Linked DNA regions of Sus scrofa: region 2 is linked to region 1. The links are chromatin contacts, called in public HiChIP or PLAC-seq maps. All regions are on one chromosome and are shown on one strand. Each heading gives the region's core, a stretch centred on a gene start, on an enhancer-like site or on the middle of the called end of the contact. The rest is flanking DNA. Distances are from core to core; before and after follow the strand shown.

What was found. HiChIP or PLAC-seq counts read pairs in DNA pulled down with a chosen protein or histone mark.
Region 2: a contact with region 1 is called in an H3K27ac HiChIP or PLAC-seq map of skeletal muscle. The contact joins two enhancer-like sites. A contact is called at or near these places in 4 of 47 Hi-C or Micro-C datasets (epiblast stem cells, heart right ventricle, liver and 1 more) and 1 of 2 datasets of contacts at active chromatin or transcription factors (skeletal muscle).

Annotation. Positions count from the first base shown.
Region 1 is chr14:2,284,730-2,289,726 of Sscrofa11.1, reverse strand. No RefSeq gene overlaps it. Among named protein-coding and RNA genes, the nearest start is that of SYK, 180 kb to the right of the region's middle. Within about 2 kb of position 2,511, at least 5 of the 83 cell types and tissues checked have an H3K27ac peak or open chromatin away from gene starts, as enhancers often do. A contact at or near this core is called in skeletal muscle, where this site is marked.
Region 2 is chr14:2,476,222-2,481,218 of Sscrofa11.1, reverse strand. The region is part of intron 4 of AUH (methylglutaconyl-CoA hydratase, mitochondrial); the gene reads left to right. Among named protein-coding and RNA genes, the nearest start is that of AUH, 68 kb to the left of the region's middle. Within about 2 kb of position 2,393, at least 20 of the 83 cell types and tissues checked have an H3K27ac peak or open chromatin away from gene starts, as enhancers often do. A contact at or near this core is called in skeletal muscle, where this site is marked.

The DNA.
Region 1 (4,997 bases), core at 1,262-3,761:
TTCTCCTTTTAATACGCTCTCTCGTCAATCGTGGGGAGGGTTGAACTGCGGGACTTTGCGGAAGGAGATGCGAAAGCACAAAGTAGTGTGCATCCTGCTGGGAGGTGGACATGGGAACCTCCAACCCCCCCCCCCCGGAGGGGGGCGGGGCTGGACGTGAGGCCGCGCGGTTTATTTATTTACTATGCTTTTCCACTCGTGACTACCCTGCCTGGCCCTGGGGGAGAGAGCTGGGGATTGCCTTGGAAAGCTGATCTTGGCCTTGCTCTTCAGACTCCCACACAGGCGTTTTTAACTGGACCTGAAAGATGCTGCGTCCCTGTGCAAATTGGTTCTGTGTGCTCGGGGTGAGAATCATGCGTTTTTTTCTTTAGGGGAAGAATTTTGTGTTCCAGGTCTAAGAATTCAAGGGCTTTGCCAGAGGTGAGTTCTGGCCTTCTTCTCTTTCCCCCTCCTCATGAAGGTTTGAGGCCAAGTGGCCAAGCGGGCGCAGAACCCTGAAGTTCAGGCTCCAGGTCCTGAGACAAGCGGGACCTTCAGAGCGGTGCTGAGAATCCACAGTGCCTCGGCCCCGCCTGCCCCCAGGCTCCAGGTGGAGTTGTCTTGTGCTTTCACCTGAAATGAGGGCCCAGGAGGAAAGGGAGGGCTGGACTTTGCTGAGGAGACAGTTACAAGGAGTCCTGTGGGAGGTGGCTGGACTGGGACACTTCTGACGGCCTCTGAACGGGAGAGGGTGGCTTCCCTCCTAGGGTTGGGATTCTCTCATCTAATAACTGCTAAGCTGTTTTTTTGTTTGTTTGTTTTTCTCCTTTTAAAAAAAATTTTTTTTTGGAGTTCCCATCATGGCTCAGCAGCTAATGAATCTGACTAGCATCCATGAGAATGCAGGTTCGATCCCTGACCTTGCTCAGAGGATCCCGGGTTGCAGTGACCTGTGGTGTAGGCCAGCAGCTACAGCTCTGATTTGATCCCTAGGCTGGGACTCTCCATAGACCGTGGGTGTGGCCCCCAAAAAAGAAAAGAAAATATTTTTTATTAACGTATAGTTTAATAAATTTCTGTTGTACAGCAAAGCAACCCAGCCATGTATAGATAGATAGTTAGATACATTGTTTTTTTAATACTATCTTCCATCATGTTCTACCCCAAGAGACTGTACACGGTTCCCTATGCTGTACAGTAGGTGCTCTATTACCCATCCATTCTAAATGTAGTAGTTTGTATCTACCAACCCCAACTCCCTGTCCATTCCACTTCCCCCCACCCCCCTGCCCCAAACACAAGTCTGCTTTCCCTGTCCATGATCTGTTTCTGTTTTGTCGATAGGCTCATTTGTGCCATGTTTTAGATTCCACATATAAGTGACATGGTATGGTATTTGTCTTTCTCTTTCTGACTTACTTCGCTTAGGACGAGAATCTCTAGTTCCATCCATGTTGCTACAAATGGCATTATTTTGTCCTTTTTATGGCTGAGTAGTATTCCATTGTATGGATGTACCACACTTCTTAATTATTAGAGAAATGCAAAGCAAAACTACCACATCACACATGTCAGAAGGGCCATCATTAACAAGTCCACAAATAACAAATGCTGGAGAGGGTGTGGAGAAAAGGGAAGCCTCCTCCACTGCTGGTGGGAATGTAAATTGGTGCAGCCACTATGGAAAACAGTATGGAGTTTCCTCAGAAAACTAAATATAGAACTACCATATGACCCAGCAATCCCACTCTTGGGCATATATGCGGACAAAACTTTCATTCAAAAACAATACCTGCCCGCCTGTGTTCACTGCAGCACTATTCACAATAGCCAAGACATGGAAACAACTCAAATGTCCACTGAAAGATGAAGGGATTAAGAAGATGAGGAACGGCTGGAACCCTATAGCCCAGTATTCGCTGTGTTTGGCAATCAGGGATGAGCTTCATTTGAGCCTTGGGTGGTCCTGGGTGAGTGGCAGCAGTGGGAGAAGCTCAGAGAGAATTCTGTGACACAGGGTGATGGGTGGAGATGGCCAGGGCAAGACAGGCAACCGCCAGGACAGATATGGCCTGACAGGCTCTGAAATTGAGGGCCACCCCTGGACACAAGCCCTGGACTTCCTACCAGGACTGGGGCGGGTCAGGGAGGTTGAATCCTCGGAGATCAGCTTGCATCCACGTGGGGAGGGCTTGGCCAGGTCTGTGAAGACCTGTAGGTGCATTCTGCCCACTGGCCACATAGAGAAGGTGCCGTGCTTTTCCTGAGTGGCCGTCAACCTCTGTGGCTCCAGTGGAGTCAGAGTAAGAAAAAACAAACAAACAAACAAACAACCAAAACCCCAAATGCTGCTCATTTCAAGCTTTGTTGGCAGTTCAGGTAAAAAGTAAGCTGCATGGAATACAGTGGATTTGGTGTGGGGGTGGGGGGAGGAGCTCAAGGCTGTCACTTCAATCAGAGCACAAACACTGGAGAGGAAAATAAACACTTTTGAAGGCACTTGACCTTTTAAATGCTGAGCTCTAAAAATAGAGATGGAGCATAGTCATGAGGCTTTACAGAGGCAAAAATGAAGCAAGGCTGCTCCTGTGTCTTTCTGCCTAGGAGCCTGGCTGCCTCCCCATCATTAGCCCTGTCACCGTAACTGGTGAGCAGACCGGTTACCTGGCAGGAGGTGGTGTGATCTCCCCCTGACCAGAAGAGCTGAGGCTGGAGACCTGTGGTTTCATAGCATTGCTTTGCTTCTTCACTACGTTAAACCTCTCTCCCTCTGTACGTTTTACCAGAGAGCTTATTCTCCAGGTTAGGAAACAAGAATTGCTTTCCCAGTTGGGCCTCATCTAAACACCAACATTTTCTTAAACCCCTTTCAAGTATTTGGTGAACACCCTGAATTTTGGGGGCCATGTCCTAGGTCCCAGTTCCACAGCTCTTGCTTGGTCAGGGGAGGAAAAGACAGGACAAGGATGGTGTCTTGCTGTCACTGTCCTTCCTCTGCGGTAATTTCTCACCTCTCTTGAAGTACTGACCACACACGTCCACCCACGCTAGACGAGGGTGACAAAATCAGTCCTTAAAAGCAGCCAGGCCACAGTCACGCAGGCATCATAGTGAGAGGGCCTGTCGTAGAGTTTTCTGAGCACAACGAACTTTCTTTTCAGCCATAATTGTTGCAATTTTAATAGGAAAGTGCTGTCTTGAAAACATGCCCACTGGAACTCAGATTCTGTGGAGAGGCTAAAAGTAGCCCTGCCCTGCTGCTCAGCACGACACAGCGACAGAGCACGTCTTTGTCCTCAGGTCTCAGGGGAGGTGACTTTGCTGGGCCTTGGTCACCCTCTTGGCCTCTCCTTGGGGCTGTGGGTCAAAGGTAGTTGGTCCTTGTTCCCTTTTTCTCCAGGTGATTGATTGATTGATTGATTTTTGCTGTTTAGGCCCAGACCTGCAGCATATGGAAGTCCCCAGGCTAAGGGTTGAATCCGAGCTGCAGCTGCTGCCACATCCATGGCAACTCGGGATCAGAGCCCAGTCTGCGACCTACACCACGGCTCACAGCAATGCTGAGCGAGGCCAGGAATCAAACCCGCGTCCTCATGGATACCAGTTGGATTCATTGTTGCTGTGCCACAATGGGAACTCCCTCTCCAGGTGATTTTAAAGTGAACTGGACTCATTTTATTATTTTTGTTCCCCAAGAGCTCAGGCGGGGTGTGAGGAATGGGACTGGATTGGCTTTTGGTCCCTACGTCTCTCAGGCAAGGGAGGAGTCTGGACCCACGTGCAGCCAGGCAGGACCATTTTAATCCAGCCCGATTCCCTCTTCCCTCCTCCCCTGATCACCTTGGGATCTTGAACTCAGGACAGAGAGGTGAGTCCGTCTAGCTGTTCCGCAGAATCAGGTGACATGAGGGGGCTGATGTCTTCAATCCTTTGTAGCTGTTTTCGTTGACTTTGACGGACCAGCCGTCATGGGCTGGAAACAACTATCTTTGTCCCCCTGAGTGGTTTCCGCACTGCGAACGGGCCCCACCAGCTGCTGACTCACTCTCTTCATCCAGGAGGGCTAAATCTAAGCCCTGCTTAGCCTGCCCGCCTACTGTTCACAGGGCTAACGTAGGAGGTGAGAAATCCAACAAGTCGTTTCCTTTCTGAGTCAGTCATCTAATGGAGGAAACCAGAGAGCAGGTGAAAACCTTTTCTCAAAGTTTGGGAATGAATGGAACTCTTCTGGTCCATGAGCTGAGCTGCGTCCCCTTTGTCCGCTCATCGTCACAGTGGCTCCTCTTACTGGGGGACCGGCAGGGCGGTCTGTCAAGTGGGTGGGGAAACTTCTGACCCTGGGCCTAGGTGTCACATCTGCATCTGCAGAGAGCACCCTCAAGAAGGAACTGCTCAGCTGCCTGCTGCCTGGGTCCCCGAGAAGTGCCGGCCAGGGTGGCATCTGGGTTCCCGATGTTGGCTGTTAAAACAGACCATTCTCTGAACAGACCCGAGCAGTGCCCACCAGGGGAAGGCCACACGGCCACAGAACAGGCATACGGCCCAGAAGGCAAGCTGGCAGCTCCGAAAGCGAGGCGGGGTTGGGGTAGGCTGTGATCCCAGTGTTCACAGACGACCCCTCTTTGCATCTCACCCTTGACTGAGATTTTTTAAACTTGTGATAAATTTAAGGAGAACAAGCATATTTGTTGATGGGCCAGCCTGCCAGTTCAAATGGTATTTAGTTCAGCCAATACACAGTTTAACAGATTCCCTTTCCTCTCTTCCCCAGACGGAATAAACCAGTGGCTTGGCACAGGGGTCTTAGCCTAGCTGGCGCCACATGCCCCTTTGGCGGCTTGGTTCAGCCCTCGGATGACTGAACAGAATGATGTCTTTAAAACATAAAATCCATAGGATGGGCAGATTGGACTTTTCAAAGGTGGTTGGACAATGTCCCCTAGGCCACAGCTCTTCTTCAGTCACCTTGTCACTTGACACAAGCCAGCGGGGTCCATTTCACACCCTCCTCAAAT
Region 2 (4,997 bases), core at 1,144-3,643, 190 kb before region 1:
TGTAGGTGCCCACTGAGCAGCCAGGTGCTCGTGGACCTCATCATTGAGCCTTTTTTCACTGTGTCCGGTCTCAGCCCTTCTTCTGTTTCAGACAGAGGTGGCTGTGGACAGCCAGAAATGAGTAGAAAATGAGTGAGGGGAATTCAAATACAGATGGGGAGCGTATTGTGGAAAAAGTTAATGCTTTTCTTTCCTTTTTAGTATTATGAATGAAATAATATGTGGTAAAATGTATGAATTGGCATCCAGTCTAGAAGATACATGTCTTATAAGTCTGACCGATAATGATCTTCTAAGTTCCTACAGGCTCCTGGTTCCATACTGGACAGCATTTGAAAGTTAATCCCAATGAATCTGTGCCTCCCCATTGCCCATTGAGGTTTACAGCCCCAAAAGAGCTAACCTGATGCTCTTAGTTGTCACGTAATTATCACGTCTGCGCTTTTGGGATACCAGTTTACTGGGAAACAGTTGCTCAAAACCCAAAACCTGGCATTTAGTTTTCTTTCTCTTTTTGTGCTTTTTAAAAAAAATTTTTATTTTTTTACTTGAACTTAAGCCTGAATAACAATGTGATTATTTTAAAGGTATATTTTGTAAATTTTCTTAAAACCAATTAAATTATAAAATGACTGTTTTGAAGAAATAGTAATATTCCTAGTGAGTGTGAATAATAATGGACCATTAATATAACGCAATTTTTGGATTAGTGTTGCAAATTTCAGTATTTACTTGACCTGAAAATGCTTAATTAATGAAAAGAAGGGTATGAAAGGTGGAAACACTCCAAAGTGAAATTCTTTAAATTGTGTTATATCAAATATAATTTAAATTGGAATTGACTGTCATATACTTAAACCAGTACTCTTATTTGATTATAGACAGACATTATAAAGTACAAAATACAGTGTTAATGATTTAACTCACTAGCCTATTTAAAAATAATTAATATTATTATCCTAAGATCTTCCTACAACATTCTGAATTATTTGGGGGATTTTTATACACCAAAGCGCCCTACCCTGTTCTCTAGTATTTTTACCTTTAAGAAAGCAGCTAAACTTCCTATCTTCTTCCCTCTTGGGAGAATGCTCCAGTTTAGATACTAAAATTTTTTTGGAAATAGCTCCCCAAACAGTTGTCACCCTTTAACATATTTATAAGAACTGAATAAAACAAATTCAGAGAATTAGGATGCTTTTATCTGACAATTTAGGAAACTACAAGTTTGAACAGAGAATGGTGGCAGTCTCATTCCTGACCTCTGTTTCTTGTATCTACTACTTAAGGATTTGGGGTATGTGTCAAGAAACCTTATTTTAACAAAGATAACAGTTAAGGCTTGGGCATACATCACTGTGGACAAGATGTCTAGTATTTCCACCGGTCTTTGGCTCTCTTTTAGTCCCCTGCTTTTTATTGTGGAGTATTCAGACTTCAGGAAATGTGAAAGGCAGTAAAATAAGCCTCTTTATACCCTCTGCCAAGATCTGCCCCTCCCCGTGCCCCTCTCCTTCCACTCTGTGTCTCCCTCTCTCATATGCACATCCACTTTTTCTTGCTGAGCCATTTCAAAAGAACAAGGTGAACCTTTAAATAGCTTAGCATGCTTTTCAGGAGAAAAACAAAGGACTCTTATATAACAACACTATTATAACACCTGACAATATTAACATTAGTATTAATATTCTGATTACCCCAGGTTCAAAGTGTTGTTTGTAGTTGTTTTTTGGTTTGTTTGTTTATTTTGTTTTGCCAATTCAGGATTCAGTTAAATGTCACCCATTGCATTTGCTTATCTGTAGTATTTTTTTTAATCTAGGTAGGTTCTCCATCTCTTTCTCTCTTTAAATAAAACTAATCTTTTAAAAAATAATTCAGGCAGATTATCTTATTGAGATTTGCACATTCCGGATTTGACTGAAATATTTCCTCATGTTTAGGTTTAGGTTAAAAAAATTATCCAAAAGTACAAAATGGGCCACATGCCCTATATTTCATTTTCATTTCATTGGGTGACACTTAATGTTAGGTTGTCCTACTTTGGGTGATAACTTTGATTACTTGGTTAAGGTGGGGACTAAACTGTGGGTGTACTTTTAGTATTCTCTTGGAAAGTTTTCAGGAAAAGAATCTTTAATAATAATTATTGCTATTGACTCTTACCCGAATTAAAACAGAAAGAAAGAAGATGAGTTTTTGTTTTATTTTCTATTAGAAAAAAAGAAAGGAAGGAAGGAGGGGGCGGGGGGGAGGGAGAAAGAAATAAGAGCGCTCAGGTTTCGAGGGGCCAGAACAAGAGTCCCCTTTCTGTCTGTTTCTCCTCCACAGGGTGAGGGTTTGGGACGTCGCTGCCTGTCTCGCTGTGGGCTGGCTTTAGCAATCAGGCCGTCTCTTGGCATGGCGTCCAGGAACTCTATTTTAAGGTGTGTCTATGAAGTAATGACAGATTTTTACATCCTGTGTGTTTGTGTTGTCCTGAACACAGTAGTCATTTTGGAAAGTTTTGTTTATAACCTTTGTTGAAATCTTCGTAGAATTTATATCAGAATCTGAGCTTATTCTTTTGCATATCTTCAGCCGTGACTCATCTTTATCCTGTGAGGGTGAATTTGATTTTCATAAATAGCAAAGGACCTTTCTGTGCCAAATCTGATTAATAAGGTCATACTATTTTAGGCAGAAGAGAAGTATAACAACAAAAATAAGACTGCTTTTCTTAAGAGGCTTGTATAATGTCAAACATTTACCAGTGTTAGGAGCTGTAGACAGCCCTGCTGGCTTTAATGGGCTGACTCCTAAGTGACCTCTAAAGGCCAGCACTCATTCTGCTTTCAAGTCTAGTACATTCATGAACACACCTCATGCACTGCAGTCTTATTTCTTTGTACTTTAAAATGTATTCAGTGACCCTTTACTTCATTTTGACTAATTAGGGTGTTTTGGAAGTTATTTGTTCACAGGCCATATGTTAGCTGCTCTAGAGGAAATAGATAAAAATATAGACATAGATGACTCAGCAGAGTCAGTCCCCTTGGAGTATCCATCTAAAATCTGGTAGGAGAGTTAAACATGTGTACGAGTATCCTAACTGCTGTTATAAAGTTGTTGAAATCAAACAGGAATAAGGCAGCTTGAACTGGGAATCGTGAGTTTGAGAAGATGCTATGGATTCTGTTGGCTATAATCCTCAGTTTATAAGACCTGCAGTGTGGGTCCCCAGCACTTCTCTAACCTTCTCTCCTATTGATGCTCCCTTTGCTCACACACTGTGTTCCAGGCATATTTATTCTCTTAACAAATACTCATTGAGCCATGCACTGGTGTAGACACTAGTTATATAGCTGGAAACAAACAAGGAACGATCACTAGTGCTGTGCAGCTGATGTTCTAGCACAGCGACAGTAGATGTGCAAATAATAAGTTGTGAATTATGGCAGAAGTGCAAAATGCTGTAGAAAAAGGGGAAGGGGTTTGAGGAGAGTTGGGAGTTTGCATTTTAACATAAAGGGTCGGGAGTTCCTGTTGTGGCTCAGTGGGTTGTGAACCCGACTAGTATCCATGAGGATTTGTTCCTTTTTCTGAAATGCTCTCCTTTTTATCTGACAACTTGGATCCCTGGCCTTGCTCAGTGGGTTCAGGATCCGATGTTGCTGTGAGCTGTGGTGTAGGTCACAGACATGGCTTAGATCCCAAGTTGCTTTGGCTCTGGCGTAGGCCGGCAGCTGCAGTTCCAATTTGACCCCTGGCCTGGGAACTTCCATGTGCTGCATGTATAGCCCTAAAAAACAAAATATATAATAATAATAATAAAATAATAAAATAAAATAAAGGGTCAGAGGAAGCCTCATTGAGAAGATAACATTTGTGTTAAGACTGAGAGGAATTGAGGAAATTGTCAGACAGGAAGAAGAGCATTTTAGGCAAAGGAACATCCAGGATAAAGGGCTAAGATGAAAGCATGCCTGGAACATTCACTTAATCACTGTACCCATAGCAGACAGGAGGATGAGAGTGGTTGGAGATACCGTCAGGGAAGCGGCAGAGGAATAAGAGCATAGAGGCATTACAGCTGGTAACCTGAGTGGAGAAGGACCCACCGGGTTATTACCAGAGATGCCGTGTGATCTTAGCATCTCTTTTAAAGATTTAAAAGATTTTTAAAGATTTTCCTGGTCACCACGCCAAGAGTAGACATCAGTAAGGCCAGGTTAGAGGCAAGAGCTCGTTCCTGCTAGGAGCATGTTGCTGTAGTTCAAGAGTTTTGGCTGGAGCACCGAAAAGGGGGAGCCCTGGGAACCAGAAAGTACCAAGGAGATTGCGAAGAGTGAGGATCTCAGGTAGGGGACCCCACAAAGTTGTTTTTTAACTCCTGGACTCACTGCTGTGGTGGACGTGTGTGTTTCCGGTGCTAAACAGCAGACCAAACACTGGAGAATTTGAACCAAGAGGTGGACTATTGCCCAGATCTGAGACTGGCCAAAGGCCCTGAAAACATAGCTAATGCTGAAACCACAATCCACGGAAGGCTGGTTGGAATGTGCAGCCTGGATATAGCCAAGTTGGTCGAATGCTAAAACAAAAATGTCCAGGCCAAAATTACTTAGCATGTGAAGAACCCAAAAAAATCTCAACTGGTATGGGAGAAGATGATTAACAGATGTCATTTAGAATGACGGGTGTTGGAATTATCCAAGATTTTGAAGCAGTTAGTACTTCAAGAAATAAGGGTGAACTGTTTCTGTTGCCTTCTCTTCACGGTGTTGGTGAGGGAGAGCTTCCTTTCCTAGGTTTCTGGGGATGGCCAAACATGTGATGCCTGCGTGACACTAGACAGATGTGATTGATTAGCAGCTTCTTAGTCACATATACTTATGGCCCTGGGGAGGGCACCACATGGCATGCAGGACTACACGGGGGTTGTGCTTGGGAGCAGAGTGAAAAGATGGAGGCAGGCTCTATAGTGATAAGAGGGTGGTGTGCTTCCTGGTTCCTTA